Regions from separate parts of the Gossypium arboreum genome. Here region 2 is linked to region 1. Evidence: chromatin contacts called from public Hi-C data. All regions are on one chromosome and are shown on one strand. Each heading gives the region's core, a stretch centred on a gene start, on an enhancer-like site or on the middle of the called end of the contact. The rest is flanking DNA. Distances are from core to core; before and after follow the strand shown. Region 1 holds the start of LOC108467565. Region 2 holds the start of LOC108467702 (cytochrome P450 94A2-like).

The links. A called contact is a pair of places that touch in the nucleus more often than the background predicts.
Region 2: a contact with region 1 is called in a Hi-C map of leaf, with 1.9 times the contacts expected there. The contact joins the promoter of LOC108467702 here to the promoter of LOC108467565 in region 1. A contact is called at or near these places in 3 of 5 Hi-C or Micro-C datasets (all in leaf).

Annotation. Positions count from the first base shown.
Region 1 is chr8:8,136,253-8,139,328 of ASM2569848v2, reverse strand. LOC108467565 reads right to left here and starts at 1,575. Exons shown (of 8, transcript XM_017768240.2): 1 at 1,389-1,575; 2 at 922-1,209; 3 at 602-804; 4 at 151-501; 5 at 1-50. The coding sequence starts at 1,428.
Region 2 is chr8:8,378,353-8,381,428 of ASM2569848v2, reverse strand. LOC108467702 (cytochrome P450 94A2-like) reads left to right here and starts at 1,448. Exons shown (of 1, transcript XM_017768437.2): 1 at 1,448-3,076. The coding sequence starts at 1,599.

The DNA.
Region 1 (3,076 bases), core at 326-2,825:
GAAGCTGTCGCAGCTCCGAGAGAATGCCCCACTAGCCTTAACCTAAATCCCTGTAAATCAATTAGGCTAACTACAACAACGAAAATAGAACTTCAGGTTTAAAAATAGCATAATACAATAAGGTCGAAACATACGAAGTAAATTAATCACCTCATATTTCTCCAAGCACTGCCTTATCGTTCCTATTTCATGGTGAAGAAACCATCGAGCAGCTTCAGCTGTGCCAAAGTGAGTTGAATAGCCTTCAAATGTAACCTGTCCATCACTTGACGTAACAATATCAGTAATAAGGTCATACACAGTATGAGTTCCACGGATTCCGAATATCACAAGTTTCTTTCGAGGATCAATTCCTATATAATATCCAGGTCTCATCACACTAGAATTCTTTACAAATTTCAAAACATTGCTTTCTCTAAGCATGCTAGTCCTTGCAAGGATGGCGGCATTATCCTTATAACATCCTTTGGCTAATTCAATGTGGTATATCAGATCCTGAACCTACATCACAAAAAAAAAAAAAAAAAAGATCCTTAGCCATATCAACTGAAACGAAACTAAAAATACTTTTGCAATTTAGTGCAAGGGATTCGGCAATTACGATCGAAACTGACTTGATCTTCACACCCTTAACATCCTCAAATGGATTCAAAGACGCCTGTCGAAGGTAAATAAGATATAGGCCTATAGTAAGATCACTTAAGCTCCAACCTTCAATGACAGTCTTACTCTTTTGAATGCTAGATATGATTTCCGAGACCGATCGAGCAGCGTATTGAGGCTTATTATCCCTTACTTCATTTCCTATACATACAAATTAGATTAAAGAACTAGTGCCATTAACTAATTGCTAATAAAAATGCAATGAAACAGCATATGCAGTAACCAATTTAGCTTAACATGAATTGACATAAAACAAACCTATTGGCAGAGCCCACCTACACAATTGCAGAGCTGGTTCAAGAGCCTTTGTGAGCCAAGCAAGCTCTAGTTTCCACTTGGTATCACCAACATAATCTTCATCACCAGAACTATACTTGAAAAACCTGGAACTGGTCTCAATTTCAGCCATATCTTTTGCCTCTTTTTCTTTAATTACTTCTTTTAATCCTTCTGGTTTTGACCATTGTGATTGAAACCTGTTAAGTACACCATTCATACATCTACCATAAAGTTTCTTCTGCCTTGTAATCAAAATGTTGCTATTATCTGCACACAAAAACCAATAAACCCAAAATCAAAATAAGAAAGAAAGCTGAGATTTTTACTAATTCTTTGGATTTTCGTTAAAAAACGCAGATTGAAAATGACAAAAGGATGAAAAGTTTAAAAGCTTTAAATGATTTGATAGAGGTGGATTGAAAGAAGAGGTGAAGCAAAGTACTTACAAAGATGGTGTATGAAGCTTTTGCAATATTGATTAACCATTGTTAAAAAAAAGATACAGATAAAGAGGGAAATTTGATGTTGGTGTAGAAATAAGATGAAAACGTAGGTTCTGGACGAGCTTCAGAGGCGGCGCTTGGTCATGCTCCGAGGCGGCGGACACGTATTTCTGAAGATTGATTTTGGGCCATAAAGTAAAAGTAATGATTTTGGGCCTAAAGCAACGTCCAAGAGATTCTGGGCCTTCATTAATAGCCCAATAGAGGAGAGATCAAATTAATAACTGATCAAAGGTTTTTCTGCTCTTAAAAGTCAAATTAGTCTCTCTATTTTAAATAAAAAAATAAATTGATTTCACTATTAAAAACTAACGCGACTAACAAATAACTAGACAATTATACATGGTTATATGTACCTTATGCTAATGCATAGAGATTACTTTTTAATATTAAAATAGATAAATTTTTAACGAGAATGGTCGATTTACTTTTTGATCTAACATATGAGGACTAATTTGTTTTTTTAGTTAAAGAAGGCAAAATGTAATCTAACTCTTATTACAAGGACCTCAATTATACTTTTATACTCATTGAACATATAATTAATTATTACAAGTATTGAACCGAATAATTAACTTAACAACTAACTTAACTCAAAATAATTAACTAATTAATCATAATAAATTTTAGAAAAACTTACACATAAATGTGTAAGTATTAAATCGAATAATTACCTCAATAACTAACTTAACTCTAACCAACAAACTAATAAATTAGTTAACTAACTTGAATAAATTTAAAAGAATTTAAAGGAAAACTCACATTAATATAGAAGTGCTGAAACCAAATAATTAACTCAACAACTAATTTAACTCTAACTCGTAAACTAACTTATTAATCAGAATAAACATGAAAGAGAGCTCATACTTTTATTTAGAAGTACTAAATCTAATAATTAACTTTATAATTAACTAGAACAATTCCCACACTTATATATAGTAAGATTCGAACATGGGAGATTAAAGTTTCAAGGTCTCAATATTGTCATTTAGCCAAGGAATATAATAACGGAAATCAAGTCATTTTATGCCGAGTCATGCATAAAATTTCAAGTTTTAAATTTTGTGGATAAAAATTTTTTGAAAGAACTTTATCCTTTTAAGAGTTCAATCAAATTCAACCTCAAATATAATTAAGATCTAAAGTGATTATAATAAAATGGTGAAGAGTCTAAAATTTTAAATTTATACATAAATAAAATAAAATAGGTATATATGTACAACTCATAAAAATATAATTTTAGGTTAAAATATGTCATTAATCTTCAAAATTTTGGAATTTAACCATTGCACTTTCATTTTTAAAAATTTAATCTCTTTATTTTTGAATTTCAAAATTTATTTTTGACCGCTAAAACTTTTTTTTTGTTTAATTCAAGTTCATTAAAATGTCAATTTTAATTACATGGTTACCAAGTGATTATTATTTTTATTTCAAAATATCACACTAATAAATTTAATAGTGTTAACATTTAGACCTAAATTTTAAAATCATGAAATAAAGAGATTAAATTCTAAAATTTTAAAAAATATATGGATTTATCTCATATTCATAATTTTACGAACGAGTATTTGGTACACTGTATACTTTTTATTTCATAAATAATATTAAAAATTTATATATGTTTTTAT
Region 2 (3,076 bases), core at 199-2,698, 240 kb before region 1:
TCGAAGTTGAAATATGGGATATTCTTGATGGGTTACACATCTTTCTTAGTAGAGGATGCAAATGGGTACAGCTCAATCTGACAATACAGAAGTGATCCTTGCTCTAATTGATAATAGATTGGTAGCATTACAGTGCTTAGAAGGGTTCAACGACTCTTGAGAATTGAAGGTCAATAGTGGTTGCGGCATATACCTCAATTTAATTGCAAATCATTTGGCAAAGTTAAGCCTTCCGTGGAAATCAAACCTATAAATCTTTGATACTATTCCTAATGAAGTCTCGGATACTTTTTAAGAGGACAAAGCGATGGGCACTTTTGATCTTTTTAATTTGATGTAACTCTGCTTTATTTTATCACAAAAAAAGAAAAATTATAATGTTTTAAATTCAAATATCATTATGTGTATTTTTATATATGTGTGTAATATGCGGTTGTAAAATGATTAAAAAACTCTTAAAATAACATATTTATTTTGTTTAATAATAATATTTTAATAATTATTCAACTGCATTTATGTTTAATTAACTCATGATACTAACTCATATAAGAGCTTAATATATATAGAATAGACAAAATAGATATATAAAATTAAATTAATATAAAGTATCATTTTTTCAAAATATAACTGAATAAATCCTTATAGTAATTATGCATAATTAGATTCAAACTTCGGTTTTTAAAACATGACAAGATTCAATTGGTTTGACTGATTCACTTAGTTTTATTAAATGAATCATTAAAAAAGAAAAGAAAAGTGGTTCAACCAATCCATACCGGTTCGCAAGTCAATTTGTCTAACATTTTAATCGAACCAATGCCCCAATTGGTTCTCGATCTAACCAATTCAATCGGACTCTAACAACATGAAATCGAACTTAAACGATCAAATATACACTGCATCAACTTTTGCCAACAATAAATAGAAGTACCATGGAGGCAATTGTACTAGGAGTCAAATTGCATTTTACCCCAGTACTAAAAAAATTGACAAAGTAATCTTTGTTTGTTAGATCAAAAAGTAAATTAGTCATTTCTATTGACAATTTCATCTATTTCTATTACTAAAAACTAGCGTAGATAAATGAATAATAAAATAGGTACACGTGGCTTGCTAATATCAAAATACTAATGCAAGGACCTCTATAGTACTTTTACTATTACTAATATCAAAATAACATAATAATTTATTTGACTCTCTAACTTTAAATATATATATATATCTCATTTCAACCTTCCGTTTAATTTTCGTATTTTTTTAAATTATAAAAACAGAAATTTAAAAATTAAAAAGACTAAAATGTATTATATACCCGTTAACAAGATTAAGCGATGTTATTTTTTCGTCATTTTGAGTGATTCAAGAAAAAAAATGAAAATTAACTAATATTATTTTTTAAAGTTGGAGGGGATAGTTGTTATCACTTACCGTTATCACGCATTTATATATGTATAAATAATATATAGTGGTAGAAGTGCTTCAAAGGTATTATGCTTATCTTCTAAGCAAAAATCCATTTTTCTTGAAAACTATAAACTGGGAACCTGTCTCTGTACTCACCTCCTATTTCAAGACACCATTAATCACAGCTATTCACCATGTTTATCCAGGTATTAACCTTATCAATCATCTTCTTCCTTACTCTCCCATTTTTCTTCTTCAGTCTCATCAAAAGCTCCAGGTTCAAGAAACCATCAACGCCCAATATTTTGCCCAAGCGTTACCCATTAATCGGTTCTTATTTCGACATCAAATCCAATCAAAGCAACCGCCTGGAATGGATCACGAGGATCCTCAAGAACTGCCCTTCTGCAACTTACACTCTTCACCACATCTTGGGTTACCGTCAGATCTTCACGGCGAACCCCGATAATGTCCAGCATATACTCAAAACCCGTTTTAATAATTACCCAAAAGGTGAGTTCTTCATTAATGTTTTCTTTGATTTTCTCGGCAACGGAATATTTAACGCCGATGGGGAAGCTTGGAAGTTCGAGAGACAGGTTTCGAGTCACGAGTTTAATACTAGGTCTCTTCGTAAGTTTGTAGAAACCGTCGTTGATGCTGAGCTTAACGACCGGTTGGTTCCGATGTTATCCGGCGCTGTTACCGGCAAGACAGTGCTTGATTTGCAGGATGTTCTTCAGAGATTTGCTTTTGATAATATTTGCAAGATTGCTTTTGGGTATGACCCGGAATGTCTTTTACCGTCTTTGCCGCAAACTGAGTTCGCCGACGCGTTTGAAGATGCTACTCATCTGAGTAGTGAACGGTTCCGAGCTCCGATTACATTGACTTGGAGAATCAAACGGTTTTTCAATGTTGGGTCGGAGATGAACCTCAAAATCGCCATCTCTCAGGTACGTGATTTCGCTAAGAAGATCGTGAGGGAAAAGAAACAAGAATTAGCTACAAAATCGTCTTTGGACTCGGTTGATATTTTATCGAGGTTTTTAAATTCCGGTCATTCCGATGAGAATTTCACTACGGATATAGTCATCAGCTTTATACTCGCCGGTCGGGATACAACATCGGCGGCATTGACATGGTTCTTTTGGTTAATACATAAACACCCTGAAGTTGAAAAGGAAATCCTTAAAGAAATTAAAGAGAAATCGGATATGCTGGTTTTTGAAGAAGTTAAAGACATGGCTTACATTCACGCTTCCTTGTGTGAGTCTATGAGATTGTACCCTCCGGTCCCGACGGACAGCAAACGAGCGGTGGCAGACGATGTTTTGCCGGACGGGACGGTGGTAAAGAAAGGGTCGGTGGTGACGTACGCCCCTTACGCGATGGGGAGGATGGAGAATATATGGGGATCCGATTGGGAGGAGTTCAAGCCGGAGAGATGGTTGCAAAGGGATGAGGCCGGGAACTGGAGCTTCGTCGGAAGAGATCCTTATACTTATCCGGTGTTTCAGGCCGGACCCAGGATTTGTTTAGGGAAGGAGATGGCGTTCCTGCAGATGAAAAGGGTGGTTGCCGGAACTTTAAGGCGGTTTAAGGTGGTGCCGGCGGTGGAAGAAGGGTTTCAGCCGGTGTTTGTTTCTTATCTGACGGCTAAGATGAAAGA